2 separate regions of the Mus musculus genome follow, and region 2 is linked to region 1. A link is a contact called in public Hi-C data. All regions are on one chromosome and are shown on one strand. The core of a region is the stretch at or near the end of the contact, and the rest is flanking DNA. Distances in the headings are between cores, read along the strand shown.

Region 1 (3,148 bases), core at 600-3,099:
ACGCAGAGGGTGTGGGCTGCCGTGCGTGCCAAAGAGGAACAGGGCTCAGAATCTCTGGCAGGATGATGGACTAAACATGTGAGATGTATGGAATGCCTTGCCATGGTCAAGGTGGACCTCTTTCCTGACATCTGGCCAGAATTGCCCCCTCCACATGGCCAATGACTCACAGCTTGTACTCTCAAACAGTCATTTGAATCCTTAGCAAAGCTCTTGAGAAAGGTGAGTCGTACCTGTAGTGGTGAGCCTAGAATGAATCCCGCATCCTGTCCTGGGCGCCACCACTGGACAGCCAGGTCCTCAGCTCATCCCCCAGGGCTGACAGGGGTTGCCTTGCTCAGCTACGGAAGTTTCAGGTCAGGTTTAATAATTGCCTGACTTCCTGATCTTTTTGTGTGTGACATATTATGAAGATCTCTCCACGGCTTGGCATGGTTATGGTAGAAGACAGCCCACCACAGGAAGCACAGAGCACCATCTGGTGCCTGCCACATGGCCAGACTTGGTTAGACCCCTGACTCCCAGGGTCACACTGCAGTATGTCAGTGAGCTAGCATGGCCTCAGTTTAGAGATACAGCTGACTCCGCTGTAACCTTTCAGTGTGCTGTAGACTAAGAAACAGTCAGGTCTGACAGCCAATTCCATTCAAATGTGGTTATGCACGTTAGAAATGAGATGGTAAAAAAGAAAAAAAAGAAAAAAAATTCACACTGTAAGAAACTGGAAGAATGAATTTAATCAATGAAGAGAAAAACAAAGAATTGGGTTGCAATGAGAGCTGGCTTGAAGGAAGAAAGATTTTCTTTCAGGGAAACCTCTATGGAGAAGCCGTGGGAGTGGTTTCCAATCACCACATATGTTTTTAATGGCTTCCAGCCGTAAGGTACACTTACTGCACCCAGGAGAGACGTAATTAAGGGCAATAGCAGCCAGCCGTGGCTGTTAAGTGAGACCATGAATGGTAAGGCTCAGAGCAGAGGGGAGCTTGGATGACACTCTGCTTTTCCCCTGAAGAGCCTGGTGGGCTACACACACACACACACACACACACAGAGCACCCCCCCCCCCCACACACACACACAGACAGCCTGAGGGGAGCTTGGATAACACTCTGCTTTTCCACTGAAGAGCCTGGTGGGCTACACACACACACACACACACACACACACACACACATGCACAGACTTCTTGTTGGCAGCAAAACGTCTTGTCAGAATTCAGCCTGTGTCAGGCCAGAGCCGACTAAATGATAAGTTCCCTGGCTGGGCTTGAATGCGTAGCAAATCTTTAGGCTGTGCAGGCCGTTTAGGAGTTCCGTCAGCCCTTTGCCCACTAAATGTGTGTGTGTGTGTGTGTGTGTGTGTGTTCTTATGTATGAGATAGCACACATATGAGGGTACATGTCCGTGTGTGGAGGTGAGAGGACAACCCCTCAGGTGTCCTGAGGACCTGGGGCTTGTCACTAGGCTGGCTCGAGAGCCCCAGGGATCCACCTATCTCTGCTCCTCAGCGCTGATGGTTAGGAGCCCACACAACCATGCCTGTCTTATTACGTGAACATTAGGAATCAAATTCCCGTTCTCATGCTCACACAGCCAGCAATGCATAGACCAAACTATTTTCCCCAGCCCCTCACTCAGTTTTATAGTTTATGATGTACATTAAGATCTTCAAATATCATATATAAGAAACATTTCGCATGCAGTCACTCAAAGAAATCCAGACACATTGCATCCTCAGCCACAGGGCTCGCAGGTACTTAGTTCTTTCTTTCCTCGCACTAAATGAACCCGGGCCAACACACTTTCTGATCTAGCGCCTTCCTCTCTCCTCGGCTCCTGACAGGTTGCTAGGATACTCGAAGTCTCTGAAGACAGGAAGAGGAGCATGGGTGTGAGCTCTGGGTTGGAGCTCATTACTTTACCTCATGGACGGCAGCTGCGCCTGGACATCATCGAGAGGTGAGCTTGCTGTCTCTGCGTCCCGTGCAGCAGGATAGGGGTGGGGATCGGGGGAGGAGGGAGAGGAGCAGCATCTGACTGTGACTCTCCCTCAAGCCTGAGCTATGTCTGGGACATCACACCTCCCTTGCCCCATTCCTGAACAGTGGCTGGAGGGTGGCCTCCTTTGAAGCCCTGGCTGGCGTGGCTGCAGCCAGAACGCTGCACCTCCTGCTGCCTTCCTCCCCTCAGGAGCATCTCCCGGTGTCTCTGAGCTTAAGACCTCCCGAAGAATTAGGATCTGGAAAGACTGAGGAGAACGGGTTCTGACCTCTTTCTTTAAGGGATGCTCCAGAGGACTGGGGTTCCCCAGGCTGTGAAACCACACTGCCATTTTCCAGAAACAGCAGCCCCTGGGTACTTAGTGTCTTTCCTTGTCGCAGCACTAAATCACCCTGGCAAGAGCATCCCAAGAAAGGGTTTATCTCAGTTCACAGCCCCTCATGGTGGGGAAGCCAAGACAGCAGGAACGTGAAGGATGTGGTCATGCTGTGTCCTCGGTCAGGAATGCAAGCTTTTGCCCCATGCCCTTAGCAGGGTCCCAGCTGGGGAGCGCTGCTGCCTACAGGGCCCTGTCTTCCTACCTCAGCTAATAAAGCCCCCAGGGGCCCATGTACTGGCAGATTCTAGATTCTCTCACCACCACACTAGGTGTTCATTAAAACACACGGGCATCTGTAACCTCAGGACTTGGGGGCTGGAGCAGGATGACTAAGTCCAGCCCAGGCTATAAATAAAGCCTTTTCACAAACAATAAACAAACCATGAAGCAAAGCCAAAGCATGCCCTTGAACATGGATCTTTAGAGATGAGACACACTTTTAACACAAGAAACACAAGACTTGATTTTCATATTAAAATAAAAGCTGGCCTCTCTTTCCCTCTCTCTCCCTCCCTCCCTCCCTCCCTCTGTCCCTCTCCCTTTCCCTCTCATTCTCACTAGTGTGCAAATTATCTCCCGGTCACCCTGACTGTTTTAGCTTCCAATATTGTTGGGTACAGCCCTGGCCAGTTGAGTTTTCTATGGTGCAGGAATGTGCTCAAACCACTGACTGTTGTGGCTACTGTATGTGGGTGGCAGAGGCAATGAAGAGAGGAAACATTTTAAATTTAAGTGTTAATACCCACTTGTGCAAGCAGCTGTTGG
Region 2 (3,578 bases), core at 863-3,362, 600 kb after region 1:
TCCCTTGCCTGTGGTGTCTGGCAACATTTCCATCTTGTCCCCTCGGTTGAGTCTCTTTTCAATGTCCACCAGTCCAGAATCCCAATCAAAGTTCACAACTTGGGTGTTGTCGTCAACGTCAGACAGCAACTCTTCATCCACTTCCGACTCACTGGTTCCAAGAAATGCAACCTCACTTATCTCGTCCTTGTCACCTGCTTCCTGGTCCTCCTCCTCCTCCTCCTCTCGCTCAAGCTCGCCAGTACCGTAACTGACTAGGGTGTACTTCCGGGCCCTCCGCCTCCGCTTCTTAAACATCAACACCCCCTTGGAGTTTGGGTTGGGAGCATCCGTTAGGAGGAGGGCGATGCTTTTGCACTTAGACTTTGCTTCTTTCACTTGCTTTTCAGATAGACTTTCACTCCTCCTGAGCCCTGGGGAAAGCACACAAATTGTACTGAATTGATGACTGCAAGGAATCATGCACAGAAATTGATTCCCAATGGGGAAAATGAATAATGAATATATAAAGACATACTATAATTGGGTACGAAATTTGGAGAGATCTAACTCATTTATTTATTTTTTCATTCATTCATCCTGCCCCGCACCCCTGTGTGTTCTGGGAGTGCACATGACCTAGGGACTACACTGCGTTTTACTTCACTTCAAATTTGCACTTATAAAACAATGATGTCTAGCACAGGACGATATCCTGTCCCATTTACTCCCATGAACACAGCGTTAGATGTGCTGACTTACATAGAAAACAGATCACCCCCCCCCCCCACCTCTAGATTATAAGCTTTAATAAAAAATAGGCTTGGAACTGCCAGTTAATAGGTTATGATCGCATTAAAGTGAAAATACTTTAGGAACCTAATACATTTTGAAAACAAGATGTACTCTGTCCTGCCATATGTAAATGTGAAATGTTAAAATTGAATATTCCAATGCAATGCATTTACATTTTTAAGTTTCTTCTTTTTTACTTTGACAACCACCTGAAATCTTTCCACTGAGCTACTGAATTAATATGAACTCATAATACTGGATAATTGACAGTACTGAGTTAATAATTAGTTGTATTTCAGAGTACTAGAACATTGTGACAGTCTAGATTGGACACTATCTACACAACTTTGTAAATTAACAGGCTCTTGCAAATATAATCCTGCTTAAGTTTCAGAAAGAATAAATGGGAACCTTGGGAAAATTTAAAAATTACATGAATTGAGGTCTTTTAAACTAGCATTGAAACTGAGGTAGCAATTGTGCCTTAAAAATAGAACTTGGCAGTCTTAAAATGGCAGAAGTTTATATTTTCATTTTATTATAAAAAGCAAATTAATGTCAAGTTAGTTTATAGAATCAACTAATTCAACCACTTGAATGAGTATGATCCAAAATAAATTTTTATCATATCCCGAGTTAAAGGAAGATATCAGAAAAATTAGATATTTCACGATTGAAATTAGTTCTTCTTGTTAAAAGTCAGACTTGGTTAATTTAACAACAACAACAACAAAATAAAATGAAATAAGAGAAACCATACAGATATTTATCTGGTGATCAAATTTATGCAGACAAAATAGTCCAAAATCTGGGCAATCTTAAATATGATTTTTTTTTGACTAGTGATGTTACAGCTTGCTATTACACTGACAGTAACAACTGCACAGTTGTCTGCTCAGGGCCACCATGTGAAATATGCACATGCCGTCATAATGCTCAGGTTTAATATGCTATATATGTGAGGTGTCTAAAGCAGGAGGAGTGGCCACCGGCACTTGCCAACAAAGCTACAAATGGCTGTGCTAAAAATAGGCACCCAAAGGACAACGGGGGCTAGAAGGCTGATGTGTGATTCCGAGGACGCAAGCTCACTGCTATTGTGTACCAGTCAGCCCGTGCATCCTCAGAGGAAATGCTCAAGTTGGTAAAATAAAGAAAAAGAATGGTGTCTATGAAAGAAAACTAATAATAATGGTACTGAAGCTACAGTTCTTGACCTCCTTCCGTTTGTGACCTTCGTCCTACAGATAGGAGAGAAGGCCAGTGGGGGGCCTTGCACTAGGCACTTTTCCTGGGGGAGAACTCTGAGCTGCCGAGCTGCCTGCCACATGGCCCTGGAGACTTGAGTCTGGAAGGTGGTGAGCGCGCTGCCACCTAGTGAGGCTTACACAACAGCAAGGATCGGATCGTGTAACTGCTGGGCATCACACTTGCCCTTGTCTGTCAAACACTTCTGCAAGCATCATCAAGCCGCAGAATGGTTTTTTTTTTTTCTTTTCCAAAATGAAGCTCTGCTTTTAATATCAGCGTGGAAACCTTGTTAAAGGCACCTCAGGAGGGGGAATTGTTATTTAAACTGAGTCCACATAGCTTCCAATCCTCTTAAAGTTTTTTTTTAACACAAAATGCCATAACATTCTTCAACAAGTAAGAGGGGTGTATTTCATATTTCTTTAACAGTTCCTGCATCTTTGGGGATAAAATGAAGTTGATGAAAAATATTTAGGCATGAAATAAAGTTTATGAAAAACATTTGAGTCTAGTATGAAGTTCAAATTTACTGCTTCTAATTTAAAAACTGGTATTTCCCCACACTATTTATATTTATTATTTTGTGCATTAGATAACCACCAAAGGTAGTAAAAGGCATGCGAAAACTCTTTTTAAAAAAGTTTATACAGTCCAGCTAGTAAAATAAACTAAAATCCCAACTCCCCTGACACCCGCCCCAACCATGGCAGGACTTACGAGCATGGCGTGCACGGTGCTTGTGTGGTCTGCTCTGATCCTTTCCCGAGCGTTGATCTTCTCCGTGCTCGGTGCCTTCTGACGAGACCGCAAAGGAGACCAGAGAAGGAGGTGCTTCTGACCGCCCTCCTTCCACGGGAGAAGCCACACACCCCCTTCCTGTCTGCAGCCTGCACTCTTCAGCCTTCAGCCTGTCAGAGCAATCTAGAATCACTTCCACCTGGGGCAGCCCTGCGCCTCCTGGGTCTCTTCCCTGGATCACTCTCAACTCTCGGCCACTGGAGGTGCTGGACGTCAGAGAAGTGTCTGCTTTCTCAGGAGCAGGGATCGAATTTATGTGGACAGTCCTCTCGAGTTGTGAGCTCCAGTCTGGGTCTGGAGACGTGGATTTGTCATTTCCCTGGAGAGTCACTATAGGGCCACTGGTGCATTGATGTCTTTCCTTTGAGAGGGACAGCTGTAGCTCAACCACATGGCCTGGCTGGCCTGCTTCTGCCTTTTGCCTTAAGATGACCTCTTCTACCAAGTGTCCTTCCTGGGAGCCAAGCATCGGGGGAGCTTGTTCTTCTTTTGGACATTCTGCATAACCCCAGGCATTGCTTTGGTCCTCAGTTAGGGGAACTTTAGTCTGGACTGGAGCAAGAAAGAAGTCTTCGCTCTGGGTCTCGGTGGCTTGCTGAATCTGCAGGGTGGTACTTTCCATGGGCCCCTCATGTGTAAGATGTTGATGGTTTGTAGTTTCTGATTCAGAATCCAAAGTCTCACTTGTTCCACTAGAGGGTCTGCACACAAAAATAATTCCTAACAGTTAGTCAGTGGGTCTCCCACCTGCCAAA

What was found. Hi-C and Micro-C count contacts between places; a contact is called where the count stands out from the background.
Region 2: a Hi-C map of olfactory sensory neurons shows a contact between it and region 1, with 3 times the contacts expected there. The contact joins two enhancer-like sites.

Annotation. Positions count from the first base shown.
Region 1 is chr3:122,517,417-122,520,564 of GRCm38.p6, forward strand. Bcar3 (breast cancer anti-estrogen resistance 3) reads left to right here. Exons shown (of 12, transcript NM_013867.3): 8 at 1,847-1,962. Among named protein-coding and RNA genes, the nearest start is that of Mir7657, 23 kb to the right of the region's middle. Within about 2 kb of position 1,850, at least 66 of the 459 cell types and tissues checked have an H3K27ac peak or open chromatin away from gene starts, as enhancers often do. A contact at or near this core is called in olfactory sensory neurons, where this site is marked.
Region 2 is chr3:123,114,214-123,117,791 of GRCm38.p6, forward strand. Synpo2 (synaptopodin 2) reads right to left here. Exons shown (of 5, transcript NM_080451.2): 3 at 2,743-3,524; 4 at 1-413. Among named protein-coding and RNA genes, the nearest start is that of Myoz2, 81 kb to the left of the region's middle. Within about 2 kb of position 2,113, at least 48 of the 459 cell types and tissues checked have an H3K27ac peak or open chromatin away from gene starts, as enhancers often do. A contact at or near this core is called in olfactory sensory neurons, where this site is marked.